Regions from separate parts of the Mus musculus genome. Here region 2 is linked to region 1. A link is a contact called in public Hi-C data. All regions are on one chromosome and are shown on one strand. Each heading gives the region's core, a stretch centred on a gene start, on an enhancer-like site or on the middle of the called end of the contact. The rest is flanking DNA. Distances are from core to core; before and after follow the strand shown.

Region 1 (6,131 bases), core at 2,642-5,141:
CAGTCCCTCAATGCTGGGCAGTGAATCCTCATCCTAGCCTTCCCTTTCTCATGAGACATTTCTCTTACTCCTTGGCTACATAGAGACACTGCGTGTGTGGGGATGGCCCTCTTGCCTCTTGTTCACTTCAGAACCTGTGAATTGCCTCCTGGCGTTTTAGGTGGTGTGACCAGTTAGTGTATCTGAATATCTTGGTGCTTATTAGGAATCTGGAATGTGGGCATCTCAGTGACTGATGCTCCCATCAGGTTCTTCCTTGGGACCAGCCTGAACTGCCTGTCAGAGGCCTGCCTCTGGCCAAACCTGGCATCTTAGGTGCTCCGTTATGACAGGATGGGTTTCAGGTGGCCTTGGGCAGGACCTTACACTTGACTGTTCTTTCTCCCATCCTGCATCCCTCCGTCCTCCCATACTGGTTCACCCCAGCCTGTGCTGGTAACTTCTCCAGGAGCTACAAACATCTAGTATAACTTTAACAGCAAGAGGAAGAACAAAAGGGAAACACACTAGTGACCTGGCCTGGCCCCACTCCACTCTCTCTAGCTCTGTCTGGGCCCCTTTGATCGTCACAGCACACATTTCTGTTGTTGTCTAGGAAGAAGGAAAAGCAAAATCAGACGTGGGCAGTGTCTACACAGGGCACCTTTCAGGCTGGAGCAAGAGTGATCGTCAAGGGCTGATCCAGGCAGGGAGGTCTGGAGTAGATCCACAGTGGAAGCAGGCAGCTTGGGTTCCACAGAGTTGGCTGCGAGGCCACCAAAGGAGGCCCCCATCCCAAGGGACATCTTCCCTGTATCCTGGCTCAGATGGGACCCAGGGAGACAGAATCTTTCCCCATAAGCTGTTTTTCAATCATTCTGGAGAAAGAAGAGCTCGCCCCACTGCTGGCAGAATGGTAGTAGAAATTAAAGAAGCTTTTCAGCCTGGGATGTGGCTCAGTGCTCGAGCATTTGATTCACAGGCGCGAGGCCTTGGGATCTAGCCCCAGAACCATAAGAGAGAAGTAATTTTAACTAAATCTTCTGCATTCTGTGCTCTGGCAGGCCATATGGGCCCCACATTACCACCAGACACCCGGGGTTGGAGTAAAACAGCTGACTGTTTAGTCCTGAATGCTGCGCCCCACCCCCACCCCCCATTTAGACTATATTCAGGCCCAGGCTTGCTTTAATAGTATGAAAATCTGGTGGCCAGTTGGAGCGGGTGCATAGCACTTCCCTTCCCAGAATACAGGATCCTCAGAACTCTGGTGCATCTGGGAGGCCGGGGGTGGGGGTGGGGTGGCAAGGCAAGCATGTACCACCTGGCAGCTCCAGAAGTAAGCAGGGTACGTGGTGAATCCTCGCTTTGGGGAGTGCATTGGCTGGCAACACCTGGATGTCCCATGCCTCTCTTAGTAGCTATCCAGTCAGGGATGTTTAACCAGGGCTTATGACCTGGAACCCTCAAATTAAAACCAGGCTTGTTTACAGAGGAGGGACTGGTAGCCATGTGTAGTACTGGCCCTGTGCTCTAAGGTGATGGTGGGGACTCATATGGGCCGGGCCCTGATTAAGCTGCGGCTCAGCGCTCTACAAAGCCTAGAATGAACTTCATGGAGGTGAGCCCTACCATCCGTAAGGCCACAGCGAACCCTAAAACCTGCACGTTTTATATACCACCTGGTCTTAATGGTAAGGACTTCAGAGTCAGTGCTAGACATCTGCGAGGGGGCGTGGCCAGACCCTGCACAGGGCATGCTGGGCCTGTGCTGCTGGTGAGGCACCTAGAACATGGCTACTAAGTGCAGCAGCACCAGAGCTAGCTTCGTCCTTGGCTTTATTGCTATTGTTGTTCTCGCTTCTCCCCAAGCCTGTCACAGGCCCTAGAGTGTCAATCCAGCACCCACAAAGGTGTCTGCTTCTCAAAGCCTCAGTTTCTCCAACTAGAAAATAATGTTGCCCGTATTCCCATTTATAAAAATGTGGGACTCTATGCGGTACAGAAAATCCTGGCCCTGTAGACTATTCTAGTTTCCTTTCCCGGTTCTGGGACCAAAAGGTTCCCCCAAGTCTCTCCTTAATGCCTCAGCGCAGGACTTTCCTTGTACGATCTGGTGAAGCCCTTGAGGCTCCTGAAGGGGCTTCAGGCGGCTTTTCTCACTAGTCTCTCCCTGTAGTACCCACCTCAGCCAGGAGAGGGCGGAAGTGTTTCAGCTGAGCCCAAGGCACCCGGCCTTGCTGGAGGGAGCCAATGAGAGTTATCTACACTGTGTGGATCTCCTGGGGCACCTGGCAGAAGACGTTCCAAGACTCTTCTTGAAGCTTTCATCTCCAGGAGGAGTGGGAAGGAGGGAGGGAGACAGAGAGACAGAGAGACAGAGGAGACAGAGAAAGACGCTGCAGCCCAGCACAGACATGTCAAGACCCGGGTACACAGTCTGGAGAGGCCCCAGAGTGTCAGTAACTCCAGGGTACTGCGGGAAGTCTCAGATGAGAGCTCCTCCCCCAGCTTCAAGAGTCTTTGGAAGCCCTGGCTTCCCCTCTGGCTAATAGTGGGTGTATCCCAGACATCTGTGTTGGCATGTCTGGGTTAGATGAGGCCTAGATTTAATGGCCAGTTCTGGGCCTGCCTGCATAGGCCTATTAGGTGGGTTTCCAGAGCATCACACATGGCCAAACATCCATGTGAATTTCAAGGGACTCCAACACGATCTCACTGGGTGGCTGTCTGCACATTCGGTCCCCATGTCACCTACTCACGGTCTCACTCTGCTGGAAGGTTTGGGATCCCCAAGACTAACAGATGGCCCGGTTGTCTCACACGTGGGAATTCTGCTTCGGTAGCACTTGGGTACTCAGTATGTTATGGGGATGCTTGCAGCTGCTGGCCCATGGCCCTCCATACTCGGCCTCCCCTCTGACATGTGTGGAAGTCCTTCCTTTGCCGATAGTGTATTCTATCTTAATCCCGTTTTGACATGTGAATGAGAAGCACACCCTAGAATCAGCTCCCATGATACCTGCTCCCTGACTTTCCCTTAGACCCAAACTCCCCGATGCAGAGCAAAACCTGTTGACTTTTACCTGTTTGCTAGACTGGGCTCACAGGGCCTGGAGTCCACATGTCCAAGGGTCAGAGGGGCCATGGAAAGCATTGAGAACAACTGTACAGTGGGAGCTGTGGCCTACCATGCTCAGTGCATTGCACATGCAGTCTGGGTTTTGACCTTTACAGCAAGCTCTACTGTGTGCCCTCTCCTTCTCCACACAGATGGATGGCAGCACCTCTGAGAGCCGAGAAATCTGACCCAGAGCCATAGCTGGGCTCAGGACCAGGTGTTCTGGTTTGGTAATGGCGTCCCCTCCAGAAGACAGCTGAACCTGGGTCTGAAATGCATCGGCCATGTGTCTGTGCTTAGACTCTATTGTAGGTAAGCCATTAATGTGGGTTTTTATTCTGGGAAGGCGCACATAACATTAGGCTTATGAGTCTGTTTCAAAGGCACAGCTGAGGGTACTCAGTTAATTCACGTCGTTGGGGGGGGGGGGACCCTCACTAGCATTAAACTCCTCTGTAAGGCTCCATCCCTGTTGGACACCAGTCTGCATTCATTCTCTCCCCAGTCTTGTAGTCATTGCTGGAGCGGCGGCGGCATTTGTGGCTCAAGGGAACTCAAGTTGCTGATCACGTAAGGTTTGTCCTCTTGCGACTGGTTTATGTCCCTCCTCCTTACGCCTTTGGCGCTCCCTTGTGTTGTCAGAATACCTTTCCTCCTCAGAGCTGAGAGGTAGTCTGCAGTGTGGACCATATACTTACTTCATCATTTCCTCACTCACTGACGACCCCTGAGCGGCTTCCGCCTCTTGGCTGTTGTGAGCAAAGCTGGAAGGAACTTATGCAGAACTCTAAGATCCTGTTCTCCTTTTGTCTGTGCCTTACTTTCCTGTTGCTGTGATAAAATACCAAGACAAACACAGTTTAAGAGAGGAAGGACTTATGTCGGGTCACAGTTCCATCATGGCAAGGAGGTGAAGTAGGAGCTTAAAGTGGCTGATCACAGGAAAGAGCAACAAATGTGTGTGTGCCTCTTAGCTTCCCTCCTCTCCTTACACAGTGGAGAATAGCCCTATCTCTAATTGAGATGGGCCTTCTCATATCAGTTAAGGTAATCAGGATAATCTCACAGAAGCCTGAATGCGGGTTCCGGGGACAGAGCGAGGTGTGCCGGGCTTCCTCAGCCAGTGCCTTCATCCACTGAGCTACCCTCTGGTCCCACTCAGTGTGTTTGGATATCACATCTGTTGCCACCCACATTCTTGCCATAATTTATTTAGCTCTCATGGGTCATCCCCAATACTGAATGTTAAACTCAACGGCTGGTCCTATGTGCAAATCTTGGGGCAGAAACTTACTTGCTCGGGGACAGTTTCTGGGGATTTTATTGGAACTGTGGTGCACTGTGTCAACGTGAACCCTTAGAACCTTCCCTGTTCTTCTCCCCAGACAGATATTGAGGCTGATTTTCTGATTTTCTTGCCAGCAGGCCCCTCATCAGTTCTGTCGCCAGAACTGGGTTTATAATTTAAGTATGACAGAAGAAAATTCATTCTCTGACTGTGTGCCTTGGATGCATTCAAAGGCCAGCATTCATCATGAGCCTATAGCTTGACGAATATGAATATAGGAAAAGACCTGTTTCCAGTCTTTTGTCCACTTCTCTATGATCATGCCTGTCTTCAAAGAAGATGCATCACTGGCTGGGGATCTGGCTCACTGAGTATCTGCCCTGCAAGGATGAGGATCAGAGTGTGTATTCTCAGCACCCATGTTCAACAGCCAGGAGCAGCAGCTCACTTAGGAGGTAAAGGCAGAAAGATCACTTGGACTTGCTGCCAGTCAGTCTAACCAAATCGACAAGCTTCAGGTTCAGTGACAGATCCTGTCTCAAAAAATAGGGTAGAGAGTGATAGAAGAAAACACTGAAACTTGATTTCTGGCCTCCATATGCACACACACACTACACATACAACACACACATACCACACACACAACACACACAGATACAACACACACAACACAGACATACCACACACACCATACACACCACACACATACACACACATCACATATATTACATGCACGGACACAACATAAACACACCACACATACAACACACACAAAACACACACACCACACATACAAAACACACACACCATGCATGCACCACACATACAACACACACACACACACACACACAGCCTTAGGAGATATATTGAAGCTGGATAGAAGCTGGTATTTCCTGTCAACTTCTAACCAACACCTTAATACAAATGTGTTTGTCCTGCATGAATAGAGCCAGAGAGAATGGCTCTTCCCTCAGTTGGCATTTCTCCCTGCAGAGAGAATGGCCCCAGGCTAGGACCACTGTGTGAACCTGTGTGTCATGTTCTAGAAGTCTGCTGGAGAACAAAAGTGATAAGAGTCAAGTAGGTCTCTTGAAGGCTGCAGCTGAGAGTGTGGCAGATCCCAGCGGAGATACAGTTTGCTGTATTCATTTGCATTTAGAGACTGAGAGACCAGGGAGAACAGAGGGACCTCAGAGAAGTCGAGGAGGCGGTGGATACACCACAGCAGAAAGGCTGTCCAGTGAGCCCTCCCCTTCGCTGTTCAGAACGCATGGGCCGCAGGGATCCGACTTGCAGAATTTCATAAATCACAACTATTTTAGCTTCAAGAGTAGAGATTGATTAAGGTCTGAGCCATCAGGCGTCCTATGGATCAGGTTGTCTCTCACCAGCCCCCCCTTTCCCAGACATGTGTGTCAGCAGTTTTCCGGGAAAGCAGTCTACACATTTAGCATCATCAGAGCAATTACTGTAAGGAGGCTCGATGGCCACAGCCAACCAGAAGCTTAGCCTTGGAGTGGGCACTGGGACAAGGCGGCTGCGGCCGAGTGTCCCAGAGTCTCTGATGAAACTCAGCCCCTACAGAGCTGTAGGCTGACTGGGAATTCTGCTGTTCTGTGACCCTGGAGAGGCTGGGGCTAGGGGGTGGGGTGGAGGGAGCCAGCTGCCTGTCTTGCAGAGGCCCCCACACTCTCAGTACTTTAGATAACTGTCATGCTTTGACTTGACAACCACCCACTGAAT
Region 2 (6,131 bases), core at 2,556-5,055, 140 kb before region 1:
TCTACCTGAGGAACATCATGTAACCTTAGTTAGATTATAGTGTCAACTTCCTTTCTCCTGATAAGAACACATTCAGCTAGACCCGAGATTCCTGAAATGCCCATGCTAATGAGGTACACTTTGCCCACCTTGGATATTCCTACTTCCTTAACCCAAAACAATATATAACCCTTGAGTCACCCCATGTAAAGTTGATCTGTTTCCTTGATCTGATGAGAAAGCACACTAGATTGTATGAAGAAGAGGCCATGGGAGGAGGGATGCTAAAGTTATATTTGTAACTAACAGCTGGACACACATAGTGAAAACATAGAAGACTGAAGGCTGGAAGGACAGAAACAGAAGAGTTACTGAAAGAGGCCCAAAATGTCTATGTAAAAATTGATGAAGAAACAAAATGATAAAAGATAACAGCAATAAGATAAAAGCAAAAGGCAAGATAGGGCCTGGAGGAATGGCTCAGTGGTTAAGAGAATACACCCCTTGTCCAAAGGACCTGAATTCAGTTCCCAGCACCCAGGTCAGGCTGCTCACAACTGCCTATATCCAGTTCTAGGGGGTTCTGATGCCTCTGGCAAAGATAATGTTGACAACTAAAAACCAAGTCAATGAGGATATTTCAGGACTCAGGAATTTAAGGTCCAAGTCATCAGAGAACCCTTGAGTGGGACCAATGCAAGAGAAAGATCTCAGAGAGAGAGGATAGGACAAATGTTGTAAGTCTGATGGAAAAGGACGTTTCAAAAGGGAATGGCCTTATGGAAAAGGGAACAGAAAACAAAATAAACCTCTCCTGTCTTTTCATGAGAACTTGGGAATCAAGGGTTGCTTTTTATCAGGTCCCACTGGGAGCCCTTCATATATTTGAGGGCGGGATCAGAGAGAGAAGAGAAATTGCTTTTCTGGGTCAGCTTTGAGGCTGCATGCTCCTCTCTATACTAGACAGAACAAAGGGAATAAATATCTTTGTCATCTAAAACTGTAGTTACAGGGTTTAACATGTAAAAAATTTAAATCATTATCTAAAACATTTTATACAATATATTTTGATCATATTCTTTCCCTCTTCCCCAATTCTTTTCAGATTTCCTCCCCCACCTGACTTTATGTTCTTTGTCTACATTTTTAAAAATGAAAAGAAAACATACATACAATAAAGAAAACACACACACATGCACACACACATGTACACATACACATACATGTACACACATGCACACACACATGTACACACATGCACACACATACACAGAAAGAGAGATTGAAAAGGTGTCCTGTGGGAAAGAGACCTTGGATGGAAGGCTACCATACTGTTACTGCCCCTTTCTTTTTAAGCAATAAGGCACATGTATAATGTCACACATTGCTGGCCTGAGCCCTGGCTTTCTCAGCACACAGAGTTAGGATTTCTGATGAAGTCACTGTTTCCTGCTGCTTCTTAAATAAAATAGTTTCTTCTCACTTTGAGCCACAAATGTCTGTAGGCAGAGGCTATGGCTGTGGAGGTAGGGAAGGCAGAGAGGAATATAAAAGATCTGCCCAACAGGGCTAATCCCCTTCTGTCTTAGGGTTTTACTGCTGTGAACAGACACCATGACCAAGGCAAGTCTTATAAAAAACAACATTTAATTGGGGCTGGCTTACAGGTTCAGAGGTTCAGTCCATTATCATCAAGGTGGGAGCATGGCAGTAACCAGCATGGGAGCATGGCGCAGGCAGAGCTGAGAGTTCTACATCTTCATCCAAAGGCTGCTAGTGGAAGACTGACTTCCAGGCAACTGGGGTGAGAGTCTTAAGCCCACACCCACAGTGACACACCTATTCCAACCAGGTCACACCTATTCCATCAAGGCCACACCTCCAGGTGGTGCCACTCCCTGGTACAAGAATATACAAACCATCACACCTTCCTTAACCTGGCTCCAAAGGATCGCATCTGGTTGTTCTCAAGCACTGGGGTCTCCCCAGCACTGCCTAGATGTAGGCTGCCTTTGTTCATAGGGAGATGAAGCCTTTGGATGCAAGTGGCTCTGGGATCCCAGAAGCTAAGGCAGAGACAGGCTGCTGCATCTTCAGGCTTAGGGATGGAGGGAGCACAGGTGTCCTTAATGGTCCAAAAGGGCAGATCTTGATCCTTTGCTCTTTTGGACACTGGCTCCCTGTACCTGCCTCCTTCTGGTTTCTTGTTAGAGGGCATCTGAGGGGGTTAAGCGTAAAGCAGACCAAGCTTCTTTTGATGGATGGGGAGCAACTGGAGGGTTCTGGGGCTGTGGAGTGTGCGGAACTGAAGCTGAAGGCAGGGACTCCATGGGGCTGGAGAGGACCACATCCCTAGGTCTTGGAATCTGTTCTGTTGGCCCAGATGTAAATCTATTCTCTCTCTAAGGAGACTGTCACTTTGCCCAGTGGTTCTCAGGAAGAAAGGAATCATTTATCAAGTAAACTGAGGGCTTTCTGGGGAGAAAAGGGAGCTATGGGTCACCACTGTGCCAAACACCCTATGGAGGATATGGACCTGAGTCTTACCTGCTCGGCTCCATACTGGCTCATAGGACAGAGATGCTGTCCGGCAAAAATGGGATGTGAATTGCAGATACTGAGAGCCCAGGAGCTGTGAGCTGGTGGTAGGCTTGTCTGTGGTTGGAGCTTCCAAACTGAGCTCTGATAACCGCAGATCATGGGAGCAGACATCCCTGGCTCAGCTCTCTGTAGTTCCTACCTGAGAGTCCTTTGCCCTCGACTATGTACAGAGATTGTGACTCCCAGCGCAGAGGCCACGGTTCTGTTCGGCCCCTGTGCACAAGCTTCTTACACTCTCTTGGTTCATCGGGGTGACCTATGTGGACCTGGAGCAGATACTCTGCCACCCGCTGGGATAAGTGCCTCATTAGTTCATCTTCCTAAGGTCTGTGTGGTGACCCCTGCACAGCAGGCTGAGAGAGGACAGACAGACAAGCTCTAGGCCAGGGGTGTAGGCTAGTGCTATCTCAGAATGAGGGACCTTTTGTCCTTGATCCATCTAGTTCCATCTAGCCTTATAAGCCCTTCCTTCCCTCCTGGGCTGAGAGCTCTGCTCTCAGAACCACAGATCATCTGGGTCTCAGAGGTATGGGGTATATATAGGAACAATCCTGAATGACCTGGGTGATTCAGAGAGGAGAGCCATTCTCACTTGTCCACAGCGACACAGGCTGCTCATTTATGTGTTGGTAACTGGAGCAAAGATGTGTTTGATGGAGCCCAAACATCCCTGTTGGATACTGCGTCTGTCCCTGCTGTGGTCGGGCTGCCTCCAAGAGCCACAGAGTTCTCACAGCTTCCAGTCACACGGTTGTTAGAGAGCAACGCTCGCTGTGAGCTTTAAGAAAGGCACTGTCTTGGTCTGGCTTGTCCAGGGACTCAAGGCCAGTCTCCTTAGGGGGCTTTTCTTTCCTTGAAGTTTCTGGTCACTGAGGCTGGTATGGCTAGGTTCTCTCAGGGCTGCAGTAGAGATGGAGAAATGGGCTGGCTAGCTGGGTCATTGATAGACCCCAGGGATTTCATTTGTTCTTGGCAGTGAGCTGGGCTGTCCCAGGTCTCCCTGCTTGGCTAGCTGTACCTAATTGGCTGCCTTCCTACGGCTTGGACTTTTGCCAGCTTCGAGGTCCAGGGCAAGAGGCCCTCTCATACTTTGTAAATCCCCAAGCTTGTGGAGTGTGGATGTGGAGAATAGAGCCTCTTCCTTCTCTGCCTCGGGTGTGTGCTTTTCCTCTTTGGCTGAGGAAATGAAAAGTATTTTTGATGTTTTCTTTCAAAGCTTGACACATTGCAATTGCTTATGAAATCTCAACAGACAGCTGACACATCCCAGTTTCCTGAAACTGAGCAGGCTGGGGGTAGGGGAAGGCTGGCAAGCATGGGTCTCCTTCACTGTTTCTTATGGGAGCTTTTTCAGAGCAGAACCAGAAACTCCAGTGTGAGTATGGGGCAAACCTGGACCCCAGGAGGAAGAATAGACTACCTGGCCTCCTGTCTCCTTACTCTAGCTAGTAGTAGGTAGAAAGGCTGCTGCCCACTCCTGCCCAATTCTTACCCTGCAGGCCATCAAAGCTGTTCCCACCTGGATGCCAGTGGCTTTCTAGGTAGGAGAAATCATATGTTTCCTGTGGAGACCACATGTGGGGTGACTACATTGGACAGAGTTCCTGTGCTCTCTGGGAACAGAAGACCACCTCCAGGCCCTAGCACCTCCCATTTCTAGCCCTCTGTTAGTCTGGAGGGTCAGGAATAAAGCTCTATCCCAGGGACAGCTTGGATTCATGGCTTAGCCTTAACTAGAGTTCTTTAACATGGGTTTGAGAGGACACTGAGATGAATTGTTGGGGTAAGGAGTTTATTAGAAGAGTTATCAACAATATGGACAGACTGACAGACAACAGCATGGCAGAGGCTCTGAGAAGACTTCGGCACCCATAGACAGATGGTGTAGTAGGGGTTCTGAAAAGAGGGGATCAAGGCTTTCATGGCAGGGAGGTCTCTTGTCACATGCTTTTGAGGATGAGGGAGTTTATAGCACAAGCCTGTAGCCAGGCTCTCTGATTCTCAGGCAGGAATCAGAGAAGAGGGTGGAGGGCAGGACAATGACCTCTCAGGACAAACACACTTCTCCAGGGGAGAGAAGTAGGAAGCTTGTAGGAGGGGGAGAACTGAAGTTTATGTGTGTGCACATGTGTAGGTCCCTGTAGAGGCTAGAAGACGATGTAGGATCCTCGGGAGTTATAATTACAGGTGGTTGTGAGCCTTCTGATGTAGGTGTTGGGAACTGAACTCAGGTCCTCTCTCTACAAGCAGAACAAGTCCTCTTAATCACTGAGCCATCTCCTCAGATCCATTCTTTTTTCATTTAATCCAAGAAAGGACCAAATATCTTTCATTTGTATATTTGATCCAAGAAGATTACCAAACAGGAAATCTGTCTTTTTTCCCACTGGGGTACTGATTGTGAATTTAAGTTGACGTTGTGTTCTGTGTTAGTCTGGTCAAGATTCTGGAGACACCATAAGGTCTTCCAAAAAGATCCATTTCACCTTGGTCTGAATTTCGGACATCGACTTTGATCCCAAGAGGTATGCGATATGTGATTCCATATATGTTATAAACGTGGGTTTGAAATTTGAATATCCCTATAAAGACAGACAAATGGACACGTCTGCTAATGTGAGCTCCACGCCAAGCATTTTGAACAGCTGAGAATATAAATGTGAATTTTAAATGTTTAAATGAATTTAAATGTTTTGGTTGCTTTATTTGTGTGTGTGTGTGTGTGTGTGTGTGTGCGCGCGCGCGCGCGTGCGCGCGCGCGATTCATGAGAGAGTCTGGATAAAAGAGACCCTGTGTGTAGACACAGGGGTCATAGATGGACTTCGGTTTCTTCATCTGCCATTTTATATTCTGTTGGCTTGCGACAGGCCCTCTCATTGCATTGGAAGCTTGCCTCTGTGGATAGACTGGCAAGCCAATTGAGCTCTCAAAACCTGTGACTGCTCAGATTACTTGAAGAGTGGAACAAAAGAGAGTAAGGATGTGTTCCTTTGTGTGAGGACTGTGGACAGGTGTGTATGTGTGCTGCATGTATTTTGATGCACACATCTGTGAAGAGCTGTATACAGTGAGAGTCACATTCCCAGCCACTGAGAAGCGACCTGTATATCTGTTTGATTGTTTGACTGAGTGACCAATAAAGTTGCTCAATAGAGATTCAGGCCTCTTTCCCAGATTGCTCGGGAGGTTGGGAAGGTGGGATGTGCTAATCTGACTCTCTCTCAGATCCTTTGACTTGGCAGAGACAGACAGAGTCCTGAGAAGATAACTACTTGCCTTATCAACCATCCTGGAAGAAAACAAAACTATCTACAAGAGTGTGAGAATCAGCCTCTCTTTCTCAGCATTGGTCATTCCTAAAAGATATGGAAGAGAGCGCACACTTGGCAGGGAATCCAGCAGCACTGTGTCTTCCTGGGCTACTGTAGCCATTCCTATAGGAAAATCTCCACGGTGCAGGCAGTTTTGACATCACCTATTTTGAATATAGCACTTCTGGGGCCAATATTGACTTCAACCATTTCCACAGCACCCCTCCCCCAACCCCGCC

Evidence for each region. Hi-C and Micro-C count contacts between places; a contact is called where the count stands out from the background.
Region 2: a Hi-C map of bone marrow-derived macrophages shows a contact between it and region 1, with 2.3 times the contacts expected there. The contact joins two enhancer-like sites. A contact is called at or near these places in 4 of 15 datasets of contacts at CTCF or cohesin (the NIH/3T3 cell line, embryonic stem cells, large pre-B cells and 1 more), 62 of 484 Hi-C or Micro-C datasets (the 63-12 cell line, the AML12 cell line, B cells and 39 more), 10 of 115 datasets of contacts at active chromatin or transcription factors (the 230-238 cell line, the HPC-7 cell line, acute myeloid leukemia and 5 more) and 1 of 9 other capture datasets (embryonic stem cells).

What each region holds. Positions count from the first base shown.
Region 1 is chr2:180,428,536-180,434,666 of GRCm38.p6, reverse strand. No RefSeq gene overlaps it. Among named protein-coding and RNA genes, the nearest start is that of Slco4a1, 25 kb to the left of the region's middle. Within about 2 kb of position 3,891, at least 20 of the 459 cell types and tissues checked have an H3K27ac peak or open chromatin away from gene starts, as enhancers often do. A contact at or near this core is called in bone marrow-derived macrophages, where this site is marked.
Region 2 is chr2:180,566,930-180,573,060 of GRCm38.p6, reverse strand. The region is part of intron 3 of Gm30144 (a long non-coding RNA gene); the gene reads left to right. Among named protein-coding and RNA genes, the nearest start is that of Mrgbp, 11 kb to the left of the region's middle. Within about 2 kb of position 3,805, at least 21 of the 459 cell types and tissues checked have an H3K27ac peak or open chromatin away from gene starts, as enhancers often do. A contact at or near this core is called in bone marrow-derived macrophages, where this site is marked.